2 separate regions of the Oryctolagus cuniculus genome follow, and region 2 is linked to region 1. Evidence: chromatin contacts called from public Hi-C data. All regions are on one chromosome and are shown on one strand. Each heading gives the region's core, a stretch centred on a gene start, on an enhancer-like site or on the middle of the called end of the contact. The rest is flanking DNA. Distances are from core to core; before and after follow the strand shown. Region 1 holds the start of ADAMTS15 (ADAM metallopeptidase with thrombospondin type 1 motif 15). Region 2 has its middle 150 kb from the start of ADAMTS15.

Region 1 (5,740 bases), core at 1,869-4,368:
AGACCTATGGACTCACTCAATCTTGGACTGTGAATCTCCAAAAACGTTGGCTGAAATACACCTTCCTCTTTCCTTCTCCCGGATGTTTGCTATAGTAAAAAAAAAAAAAATATTTTTATACAGATGCCTCTGTGAGCCTGGGCTTTTAATCCTCAAACCATGCTATCTTCTGTAGCCTCAAATAGTCATGTAAATTTTTTTTAAACATTGATTCATTTTACTTAAAAGTCAGAGTTACAGAGAGAGAGAGAGAGAGAGAGAGAGAGAGGTTTTCTATCTGCTGGTTCATTCCCCAGATGGCCACAACAGCCAGGACTGGGCCAGACAGAAGCCAGGAGCCAGGAGCTTCTTCCAGGGCTCCCATGTGGGTAGCAGGGGTCCAAGCACTTGGGCCATCTTCTGTTGTTTTTTCCAGGTGCATTAGCAGGGAGCTGGATTGGAAGTGGAGCAGCCAGGACATGAACCAGGGCCCACGTGGGAAGCTGACATCACAGGCCAGGCTTTACCCACTAGGCCACAATGCTGGCCCCAGATATTTGATCTGGAACTGATCTTAGATGTTATATGGAGCAGAGATTCCTGGTACAGGCCTCTGATCTAGGATAATCCCTTCTCTTTTGCAGATAAAGAAATTCAGAGGCCAAGAAGGAGATCAGAGATCTCTACAAGAAGTCTACAAGACTTCTACAAGTGTTCTCAATCTGAGTTAGGAAGCCCTGGCAAAGGTGATTGGATGGAGCAGCAAGTTCCCAAGAGAGGAGAGACAAGCATTACAGAGGATGGTGCAAACAAAACCTTGGCGCAGTGCACAGGGCCGGTTTCTGTGCTCAGGGCTGAGAGTGGCGGGGCTGTGAGCGAGGGCCAGCAAGCAAGGAGCATGTACAGGGTAGAGGCTTCCGATCCCTGGGCCTGCTGTTGTGACTGATGTCCTTGCCAAAACCCATCGATGGGAATAGGAGCAAAATGTCGCTGGATACCTTGTAACCCACCATTACGGCTGCCGGGTGTAGGAAAGCGATTGCTTGCCCTAAGTAAGTGACTTGTCTCTGCCCTGGATGTTTGAACACTCCAACACACGGGGTCTTTGTGAACTGGGACTCCCTCCCTCTCACAGGTGCTCCTCCCAAATGCAAACGCCCCCTTTCCTTTGCATCCTTTCCATCTCCTCCTCATTAGCATAATGAATTTCAGCTCCTTGTGTCTCCATCAAGGAGAGACCCAGGAGAGTATGGACATCTGCACTGAGTTCCTGTTCCAAGACTCTTGGGGGTCTCTTCTAAGAGTGGGTCCTTTAGGGGCCGGCACTGTGGTGCAGCGGGGTAACGCCCTGGCCTGAAGCGCTGGCATCCCATATGGTGCCGGTTCTAGTCCCGGCTGCTCCACTTCCGATCCAGCTCTCTGCTATGGCCTGGGAAAGCGCAGAAGATGGCCCAAGTCCTTGGGCCCCTGCACCTGCGTGGGAGACCTGGAAGAAGCTCCTGGCTCCTGGCTTCGGATCAGCACAGCTCTGGCCATTGTGGCCATCTGGGGGGGTGAACCAGCGGATGGAAGACCTCTCTCTCTGTCTCTATCTCCCTCTTGTAGCTCTGTCTTTCCAATAAATAAAATAAGTCTTTTTTTTTTTTTTAAGAGTGTGTCCTTTATGAGGAGAATGAGGAAATGTGCTTGTCACTAACGGTCCAGTCTTAGCTTCTCTCTCCTTCAGCAATAGTGTGATTTCTTGGAGCAGCCACTTCCCTAAGAAGATTCTAGAATTCTTCCACACCGCCCTCTTTTGTGCTTCAAATCCTTGCACACTTCCCTCCCCTGTCCTCTCTTCTTGCAAATGCAACGTGGAACCCTTCGGTTCTAGATTTGCTCGGCGTCAGGAGGGTCTGAGAAAGCCGCCTTCCCCTCCTTGCCTTTCCTCCTTGTCTATGGAGACAGAAGGGTCTTGAGATCCAGAGCCAGAGACAGGAATTCGATAGGGTCTGATGGCTCCGCTGTGTCTTCTCTCCCTGATCCACACTCGCCCTCCTCTCCAGCGACCTGTCCAGTACTCTGGTCAGGGATCAAGGGAGACCATCTCAAGGAGGTGGCGCTGCTTGATTTTTCTACTGTCCGCAATCCTCCGCTCTCCCCTGGCAGGAAGATAACCCCTTTCCCTGGCATCCACAGCCTCAGCACCTGCTCTCTGCATCCCTGGGGTGCTGGCCAGTATTGAACAAGGGCTCGTCCCCCCTCCCCAAGCTCCCGCGGGTAGCAGTTGCCTGTTCAGGCGGTGGGATTACTTCTACCAGGGACCTACTTCAACAAAGCACCCTTGTAATGTCCCTATGCAGAGTAGCTGGGAGTTCTGTGGGCTGACCCAGAAGGTTTGTGGTTCTAGTGACTCAAGACCATAGGAAATAGTCCAATAATTAGGAAGCGAAGGATTTTGATTGCCTTTGTTGTAAAATCTAATTTGCTTAATTGTAGGTTTCTACAACGTATTTGAAAATAATGGCTGTGTTTGGCAGCTGGCTGACAAAATTCCTGAAAATGTACCAGGCCATCAGAACACGGCCATCCTACCTAGGGGTAGTCAGTGGGCCTGAGTGGCCCTGGGTTCGAGAGCTGCTCACCACTTCCTGGGAAGTGGCTCTTGGGGCGATAGGGCACTGATTCCTACTGGGGAGGGCAGTTCTTGCTTCTAGGTCTTTTAGGGGACTGGGATTGAGAAACAGCAGGAATGTTGCAACTGCAGGAACGAGGTGGGCCTGGGAGAGGGGTCAATTGTGGGGCTCCGTTCCTAACTCCAGACCCAACTGCTTCAAGATAAAGCCTAAGCAAGCACAAAGGAGCGCCCAGATACAGGCCCGGGTAGAAGTCAGCGATGTCCCCGGGGCACTGGGGGCATAGCCCAGGGCAAAACTTAAACCAAGACTCCAGCGCTGGCTTCTCCCGCCAGCCCACGCCTCCAGCCTCAGCGAACGCCACTCCTCCCCGCCAAGTGTTTCTCGGCTCGGGAGGCGGGACCGAGCTCTCCGGTGGCCCCTGGAGGCTCCAGGCCGAGAGCTCTGGGAGGCTGGTGGGGGTGGGGGTGGGAGCAGGGGAGGGGCGCGGACTGGGCAGTCCAAAGAGGAGGGGGCCTTTAATAGGCTCTCCAAGCGCCCGGTTTGCTGCGCTGCGAGTGGCTGCGGTTTCGAGAGGACGCCCGGCACCTCCCGCTAGCTCTCGCGGCTGCAAATTTCCGTCCTTGCACTTGACAGCGATCGCACTTAACGCTCCCCGAGCCGAGCGCGCTTTAGCTTGCAAAGGCACAGGTAGGAGGCGCGGGCTGTCCGGTGCACGCTCGCTGCTCGGGGAGGAGTCGTCCTCCTTGGCTCTCCTTTCTGGGAGCTGCCGCCAGTCCCGGGGCGTTGTGAATCCCGGGGCGTTGTGGGTTCCGGCGTGCGGGCTGCACGGAGACCGTGCCCGCGGCCGGGGAGCCGAGGCGAGCTCCTTCCCAGACAGCGCGGCGAGCGCTGCCCGGCGCCATGCTGCTGCTGGGCATCTTGACCCTGGCTCTGGCGGGGCGAGCCACTGGCGGCTCCCAGCCAGAGCGGGAGGTGGTCGTCCCCATCCGACTGGACCCGGACATCAACGGCCGCCACTACTACCGTCGGGGGCCCGAGGACCCCGGGGACCGGGGACTTATTTTTCAGATCACCGCTTTTCAGGAGGACTTTTACCTACACCTGACGCCGGATGCTCAGTTCCTGGCACCCACCTTCACCACCGAGCACCTGGGCGCCCCGCTCCGGGAGCTCACCGCGAACTCTGCGGACTTGCGGCGCTGTTTGTACTCCGGGGACGTGAACGCCGAGCCAGACTCGTTCGCCGCCGTGAGCCTGTGCGGGGGGCTTCGCGGAGCCTTTGGCTACCGAGGCGCCGAGTATGTCATCAGCCCGCTGCCCAACGCCAGCGCGCCCGCGGCGCAGCGCAACAGCCAGGGCGCACACCTCCTCCAGCGCCGGGGCGCCCCGGGCGGGCCTCCCGGAGACCGCACCTCGCGCTGTGGGGTGGGCTCCGGCTGGAACCCCGCCATCCTGCGGGCCCTGGACCCGTACAAGCCGCGGAGGACGGGCTCGGGGGGGAGTCGCAGCGGGCGCAGGTCCGGGCGCGCCAAGCGCTTCGTGTCCATCCCACGGTACGTGGAGACGCTGGTGGTGGCGGACGAGTCCATGGTCAAGTTCCACGGCGCGGACTTGGAGCACTATCTGCTGACGCTGCTGGCCACGGCGGCGCGACTCTACCGTCACCCCAGCATCCTCAACCCCATCAACATCGTTGTGGTCAAGGTGCTGCTCCTTGGGGACCGGGACAGCGGGCCCAAGGTCACGGGCAACGCCGCCCTGACGCTGCGCAACTTCTGCGCCTGGCAGAAGAAGCTGAACAAAGTGAGTGACAAGCACCCCGAGTACTGGGACACCGCCATCCTCTTCACCAGGCAGGTGAGTTGACCTGTCAGCTCTTCGCACCCAGATAGCCCCATTGTCCTAACTGTCGCTGCTCGTGGCGTTCTGAATTCCCTTGGTGCCACTCATTTCCCTGCTGACTTTGGAGCGTCCAGGGAGAGCCCTCTCAGGCTCAGCGGGAGCTCCAGCTCACGTGCATTTGGGTGGCTGGACAAGAGCCGGCTACTTCCGAAGGTGTTGGCTTGGTCGGCCAATCAGCGCCTCCTGGATCTGGCGCCAAGGGGCAGGAGCCCAGGAAGTCGCCGCCCCGGAGCCGCAGTTCGCGATCCAGGCCGATAGGAGGCGCTGTGAGGATAGCGTTGGAGAGGGCCGACTGGTCCGCCCTGGCTGTATGGGGGCGGGCGGGGGAGGGGGGCGTCTGAGTCCTTCCAGACACTCCCTCTGAGTATTCCATTCTCTGGCTGGAGAACTGGAAGGCGACCCAAGGCCCGCGCCCGTTACATTTCTCCCTGGTAACCCGTCCGTTATCCTTTCTCTGTCTTGGGTTTGGAAAGGCTGGAACGGAGTGGAGGGGGTCCTTGGGTTTCTTTTTTCTTTTTCTTTCTTTCTTTTTCTTTTTGGTGGGTTGCAGGGAAAGGCCAGACTCGAGAATGGGGAGCATTCTTCCTTTCTTATTGCCTCTCTTCCTACACCCGTCTCTTCTGGGCCTTGTTCAGGGGCTCCCAGACCACTCAGCGCAAGGCAGTTGAGGTTCGGCACCTGTTCGCGGCAGCGAAGTTCCACCGGGAGTTTCAAGTGGAGTTTGGCTTGGAACTTTTCCAGTGTTCTGGTGTGTTTTTGTTAGCAGAGGGTGACCTGTTTGCCCAGATGGATGCTATGGAGCGCCAGGCCAGGTTGCTTGTGCTCCGGCCTCACTAAAGCGCCTCTGACCCCACCAAGCGGCAAGGCTGCGGCTTCTGTCCTTGCTGGGCTGGAAGTGGTGGGAGCTCCGTGGGGGAGCAGCGGGAGACTCCAGCTGCAGAGCTGGAAGAATACTGCCTATGGGGATTGGAGCAGTGGCTCCAGACCAGGGGATGCGTATCTGCCGCTTGCAGGTCTCTACCTGATATTCTATCTCAAGTGAGCTGAACACTCAGAACACTGAGGTTTGCAATGTGTTGGAGTGAGTAGGCGCTGTGAAGATTTAAGGACTCTTGAACTTTCTCAGATACAGGAGGTTGGGTGGAAAAGAACCATCCAAGCGAACCGCTTCCTCTCATGTTGGGGCCGGGACTCCATCCATGCCGCGCTCCTGTTTTGTCATTATCATGGAGCCACAGCTT
Region 2 (5,926 bases), core at 664-3,163, 150 kb after region 1:
TTCCCTGTCCCAACCCTCATCTAACTCCGTCCCTCCATGAACACTCGGCTGTGCACTTCCCGATGCCAATTGTTCATGCTGCTGCTTCTGCCTCTGTTGTCTTTCCCTGTGGTGCAAACCACACCCATACACTGAGACTTGATTACATGCTACATCTTCCTTGATTCCTTTGCATACCCCGCCAAGACCTCTACTGTTTGCTCTACACTTTGCTTATCCCTCCCCTAGAACTCCAAGAACACCCTGTCTTATGTCAGCCGCTCCTAAATCATCTTGTCTCTCCCACTAGACTGGGCTCCCTTGAGCAATTTCCTGCCTTCTGGAGTTGTGTCTCTTCCAGGCCTGTGGCTGTGCACAGAGCCCTCTTAGCAGGTGCGAAATCATGGCCATGAGGAAGAGTCATCCTGGAAGCAGGTGTTAACACACAATCGCATATAGCACAGAGCACATTCGCATAGTGCATTGTACACATGGAGTTCTGAACTGCTGTTGGCTCTTCTTAGTCTTGATCAGAAGGTTCTGAAGGGGCTAAATAAACAGGTGAAAGGCTCCAGGCCACCAAGGATGTGGGGACGGGGGTGGAGGCATTGAATTTCAGAGCTGGAAGAGGAGCCCGGGCTACTCTAGTCCAAGCTGTTATTGTAGAGCAGGAGAAATCAAGGTCCCGAGAAGTGAGTTGCTGGTGGCCACACAGGGCACCGAGAGCCTGCTGTCTCTGGTCTGGAATCCTGGACCCTATTTTATGGTTTTTGGAGATGGAGGTTCTGGATTCCCTCACGCTGCCCTGTAATTCCACCTGTAATGTTCCAGTTTGAAAATCTTGGCAAGGCCGCCCCAGCCCCTTGGTGCTAACCCTTGGAGCCAAGTTCAACACAAATCTCACTTGCTGTGGACCCTGAGTCCTTTGGCATCTTTCACTAGTACTGATGGATTCCTGGGCTCTGCCCCTGGGGAGGTGACCTCAAAATGAATTTAGGTCACAGTTGATGGGAAATAGAAAGAGAGAGAGAGAGGGAGAAGATTGAGATGAAATTAAAAATAAATGGACATAGCACACAGAGGGTGAAGAGGACAGATCTGGGGTCCTGGCCCTTGTTCTAATAGGAGAAAGATGCTTCAAGGAAGCCCCTAGTGAGGGGTGGCGAGGGAGAGGAAGATGACGTCTCTGGACCTGCGTTCTTTGCCAAGGTGGGGCTGGTGGGCTGAGCTCAGGCTCAGGGCTGGTGGATGAGGTAGGTATCTCGGTATGGCCAGGAAGTCCTCTCAAAACACATTGCACGGCTATATTAGAAATCAGTTGGGGTTAAGGAGAGAGACATAAATTGCCCCCTTCCCTCTGCTAGCTCCCCTACTCTCACCAGCATCCTAAGCTTTGAGAAGAGAAAAGCAATTTCTAACCACCTCTTCCTGGTGCACGGCTTGTTGGAGAAAACATGGCTAGCAGGGTCAGAGGGAGGGTAGCCCAGCCGGGCGAGTGTTCCAGCTGCGGCTGTTCCAGCCCAGGCTGGGCACGAGCCTGACCTGCGCCCTCTGTCCAAGTCTGCCTGCTTCTTATCTGCCTTATGGTGCCGGGTGGAGAGGCAGGGGGTGGGACTGGCCAGCCATGAATTCCCCGGGCTCAGCTTTTCCCCTGACCCCGAACAAAGTTTGTGGTATTACTTGACCTTTCGAGAGACCACTGAGCCCTCCAGGGGCCTCTTGTGGGTACCTCCCAGCATCGGAGACCAGCGCTGGCCAGAGGGAAGAAGGCCAGAGAGCCAGTGGCAGTCAGTGTTCCTTGAGCCCCAGATGTGAGCTGTGGCTTCCAGGTAGTGGCCGAGAGGGCTGGATTTGCCATGTCCCCACATGGCTTTTGACAGAAGAGATGGAGACTGTGCAGCCTGCAAACCCTGCCAGGAAGAACTCTCTCTGCGCTCCATCTGGCACAGAGCCCGGTGGCCCCGTCCAAGGCAGCGCGGGCCATGGGCCACAGGCAGGGGCGGATGTTGTGGTGCGCGCTGTGGAATCAGATCTGCCGCCAGCACCAAATGTCTCAGCTGCACAAGTCCTCGCGGGTTTTTGTCTTGACCTTGCCCGCATTTGCTCAGTTGCTAACATTGACTTCCCGTCCCTCAGGGCTCAGGAAACAAGCTCTCGTGAGCCCGCGGGGTATTGGAAGTGAGACAGGATTTGCTGGACCCCAGGAGTTCAGAGGTCAGAGGGAGGGATCGGGGAGACCTTAAGCCTTTTTGTTACCTTCTGCCATCAGAACGGCTTTGAAAAGTGTTTTCTGTTCCAATTTTTCCAATTGCTATGACACACAAGTCCTAGCCTTAATTTTTTTTTTTTTTTTGAAGTGTGTTTGCTTCAGGCCCTGAATCCTTAGCCTGGATTTCTTTAGATTGGCTCTGAAAACCCACAGCATGGGGGAAACGAGTTCTCTGATTTTCCCAAGGCTGCCATGGACAGAGGCAAACTTGCTGACCTGAGAGAGCGGCTGAGGGGTCCTGCTGCCTTGGTCTTTGCCTCCTCTTCTGTTGCCCAAGGCCAGTGGGATTGGCATCCAGATCTCCAGCATCCAACAGAAAAACAAGCAGGCCCTTCTGGGAAGAAGAAAACAGCAGGGAGCGGCCAGGGAGATGGGCTGTTATGTCGCGGGGACCTGGCTATGAGTCCCTCGAGATCCTCCAGCGGGCTCTGTGCCCCCAGCTTCCATCCTCGGCCTCATCCCAGGGTCCGACCTGGCAGCCAAGAGCAATGTTCTGGGATTAAGACCTCCCCTTCCTTTTTGTCTTTTTCTCTCCACCTTCAGACTCGTCTCTACTCCCAGCCCGCTGACCTCTCCTGGTTTTCCATCTTAAAATCAAGACAGAACTTCTGGGGCCGGTGTTGTGGCATAGTGGGTAAAATGGCTGCCTGCAACACAGGCATCCCTTCTGGGTGCTGGTTTGAGTCTCAGCTGCTCCACTCCCAATCCAGCTCCCTGCTAATGGCCTGGGAAAGCAGCAGAAGATGGCCCAAGTGCTTGGACCCCTGTACTCTCCCACGTGGGAGACCTGAATGAAGCTCCTGGCTTTGTCCTGACCCAGCTCGGGCCATTGTGGCCATTTGGAGAATGAACCAGCAGATGGAAGATCTCCCCCTCTCTCTGTAACTCTTACGTTAAAAAAATAAAATATTTTTTAAAGAAAGAAAACAGAACTTCTGCTGGCTGTCATATGTACTTCCAGAAATAGTGCCCAGCTACTATTTAAGACCCCAAAGTCAGAATTTCCAAGGAAGCAGCTGGAGTGGGCACAGAGGGTGGAGTGCCTGGGTGGTTGCATTGCCCGATGGAAGAACCATATGTTCCTTGGGTAGATGGACCGACTCGTCCTCTGGGCACCATCTGGCTGGTCTGTCATCTAAGCAGTTCCCAGAGGGTGTGGAGAAGGGTTTGGTCCTCAGTGCACCCATCCAGAGAACAGCTACCACCACTGACTGCCCCTGCTGATGCCAAGAGATTTGGGTCTGGTGGAGCCCAGAGGTTAGAGAAAGAGCTATGCAGCCAGACCCACTCCTATGCTGTCCGGCAGTGAGACCCAGGACTAATTCTTTAAATTCTCCAAGCTCCCAAGTCCTCATCTGCAAATGGGGCCTCATAATATCTTCCTTCCAAGGTGGCTGAAGTGATGAATGGAACAGCAAAAGCGGAAACACACAGCAGAGGCCGGGCGCATAGCAAGTGCTCCGTGACAGCTGCTGACCCGCGCACGTGTACCTGTAGCAAAGCCTCTTCCTGGAAGTGCACCCAGCTCTGCAAACGTCACAGGCGATTGCTGGCTTGCTTCTCAGTGTCACCTTCTAGACGGAAACTTCCGGTTTTGTCCAGTGAAGGCACTCCCAGGTCCCTCATGGTGCATGAACCTATGTGAGTGGTGCCCTGCTCAACAAGTGTGGTCATATGTGGCAGCCCCGGACACCCCTAGCTTTGAGAGTGATCTGGATTCTTGGATGCTTGGACTCACCTTCCAAAAGCTGATTCATTTGCAAATGGCCAGAAAGAAATGAAGATGGTCAGGAGATTAAAACCTCCCCTCTGGGGTCAGGACCACAGATGGCCCCGTCCTGGGAGATTCCGGGGGTCCCATTGCTGGTGCTGGAACTCACGTGACCTGAGTGAGAGCATCACTTCTCAGCTCTGTGGCTGAGACATTTACACCGTGGAAAATGGCATCCACTGCACACCCAGACTTTCTCCCTCACCCCTAACCCAGCGAGAACTGATGGCTTAATATTTACAGCATGACATTGATTTTGACAAAAAGCCAAAGATATCCACAAGAAACAAAAGAGAGGCCAGTGAAGAAGGGAGTAAGAATGTTCTGACAAACATGCCTGGGTCTGTACACACGTCACAGGGAAATGGAATGTAGCTTGCTGAATGCTCTCCCCAACTGGTGAGACAGGCTCTGTTTTCAGTTTCCGGTGCCACAGTGCAGGAATTTGCCAGCAAGTCTTGTCAGGGCCAACTCTGCCTTGACAGACCCGACTGCCTAGGGGCTGAGCCCACTGGAGTGTCCCAGGAAGCGGCCGCCCTCAGCCCCCAGACACGGCTGCACTTGGCTGTCCCTTGCTTGTCCTTTGTGCCACAGCCAACCCTTTCTTCCCCCTTTCAGCAGGCAGAGCCCATTTCACTAGGTAGTATGCATCTGATCATTGTAAATTTCCCTCAGCACCATGTCTGACACATAGCAGGTACATTAAGAACAAAGATTTGCGGCCGGCGCTGTGGCTCACTTGGTTAGTCCTCCGTCTGCTGCGCCGGCATCCCATATGGGTGCCGGGTTCTAGTCCCGGTTGCTCCTCTTCCAGTCCAGCTTTCTGCTGTGGCCCAGGAGGGCAGTGGAGGATGACCCAAGTGCTTGGGCCCCTGCACCCGCATGGGAGACCGGGAGGAGGCACCTGGCTCCTGGCTTCAGATCGGCGTAGCTCTGGCTATAGCGGCCATTTGGGGAGTGAACCAATGGAAGGAAGACCTCTCTCTGTCTCTTTCTCTGTCTATAACTCTACCTGTCAAAAAAAAAAAACAAAAAAACAAAAAAACAAAGATTTAAAAGCCCTCCTTATTTTAACTGAGGGTTTAGGTACGTTATGTACAAACTGCTTTACTTGTGCTGTCTCCTGTAAGTTTCAGAACCTCTTGGATCAAGCCGTGGTACCCACAGGATGAATCCCCTTAAAGGGAGGAGACCTTGACAAACCACAGAAGCACCCACTGGAAGGGAGGACCCATGATGCAAAGTCAGGTCTTTCTGAGTCCAGAGCCCCCATCTCAGAGCTGCTATGGGACAAAAGATCAAGGGGAGAAAAGTGGATGACACAATGTGATTTTCCTAAGCTCTGTTGTCTCTGAATGGGCCTGCCTATGCAGCATTGGTGGACGCTGATACCTGCTAACATGACTGGGTCACACTATACCAGCCTGTGCTAATCCTGTGGATTTTAGAGAACAGGCACCGATTCCTTGCTCCAGACCTCAGCCTGTTTCCTGCTGCTCATCCTCCAGCTGTTTACTGAGCCACTTTATTCATGGGAGAGAGATACTATGTCTCTCTCTCTCTCTCTCTCTCTCTCTCTCTGTGTGTGTGTGTGTGTGTGTGTGTGTGTAGAACAACAACAAGAAATCCAACTCCTAAACCGCATGTTTCACTTTGCTGCCTTGTTAACAAGGCAGCCGGTGGTTTGGGCTGAGAACTTGCTTTTTCTATTAACCACAGATTTTTCTCCCCATGGATTTCCTGTTTGCAGTTTCGGGGGTAAAGAGCCTCCGTGGAGGCAAGCCTGGATCATTCCACGCTAACTGGAGCAGCTCTAAGGACGGAGGCCAGGGGAGTCTCTCACCGAGCCAGCCACGGCCTTTCAGAATCAAGATCTTTTATGTACATTGGTGATGGGCCAGGGGCTC

Evidence for each region. Hi-C and Micro-C count contacts between places; a contact is called where the count stands out from the background.
Region 2: a contact with region 1 is called in a Hi-C map of psoas muscle, with 9 times the contacts expected there. The contact joins the enhancer-like site here to the promoter of ADAMTS15 in region 1.

The regions. Positions count from the first base shown.
Region 1 is chr1:124,285,763-124,291,502 of mOryCun1.1, forward strand. It overlaps ADAMTS15 (ADAM metallopeptidase with thrombospondin type 1 motif 15), which reads left to right and starts at 3,119. Exons shown (of 8, transcript XM_002708592.5): 1 at 3,119-4,454. The coding sequence starts at 3,498.
Region 2 is chr1:124,439,643-124,445,568 of mOryCun1.1, forward strand. No RefSeq gene overlaps it. Among named protein-coding and RNA genes, the nearest start is that of ADAMTS15, 150 kb to the left of the region's middle. Within about 2 kb of position 1,914, at least 3 of the 8 cell types and tissues checked have an H3K27ac peak or open chromatin away from gene starts, as enhancers often do.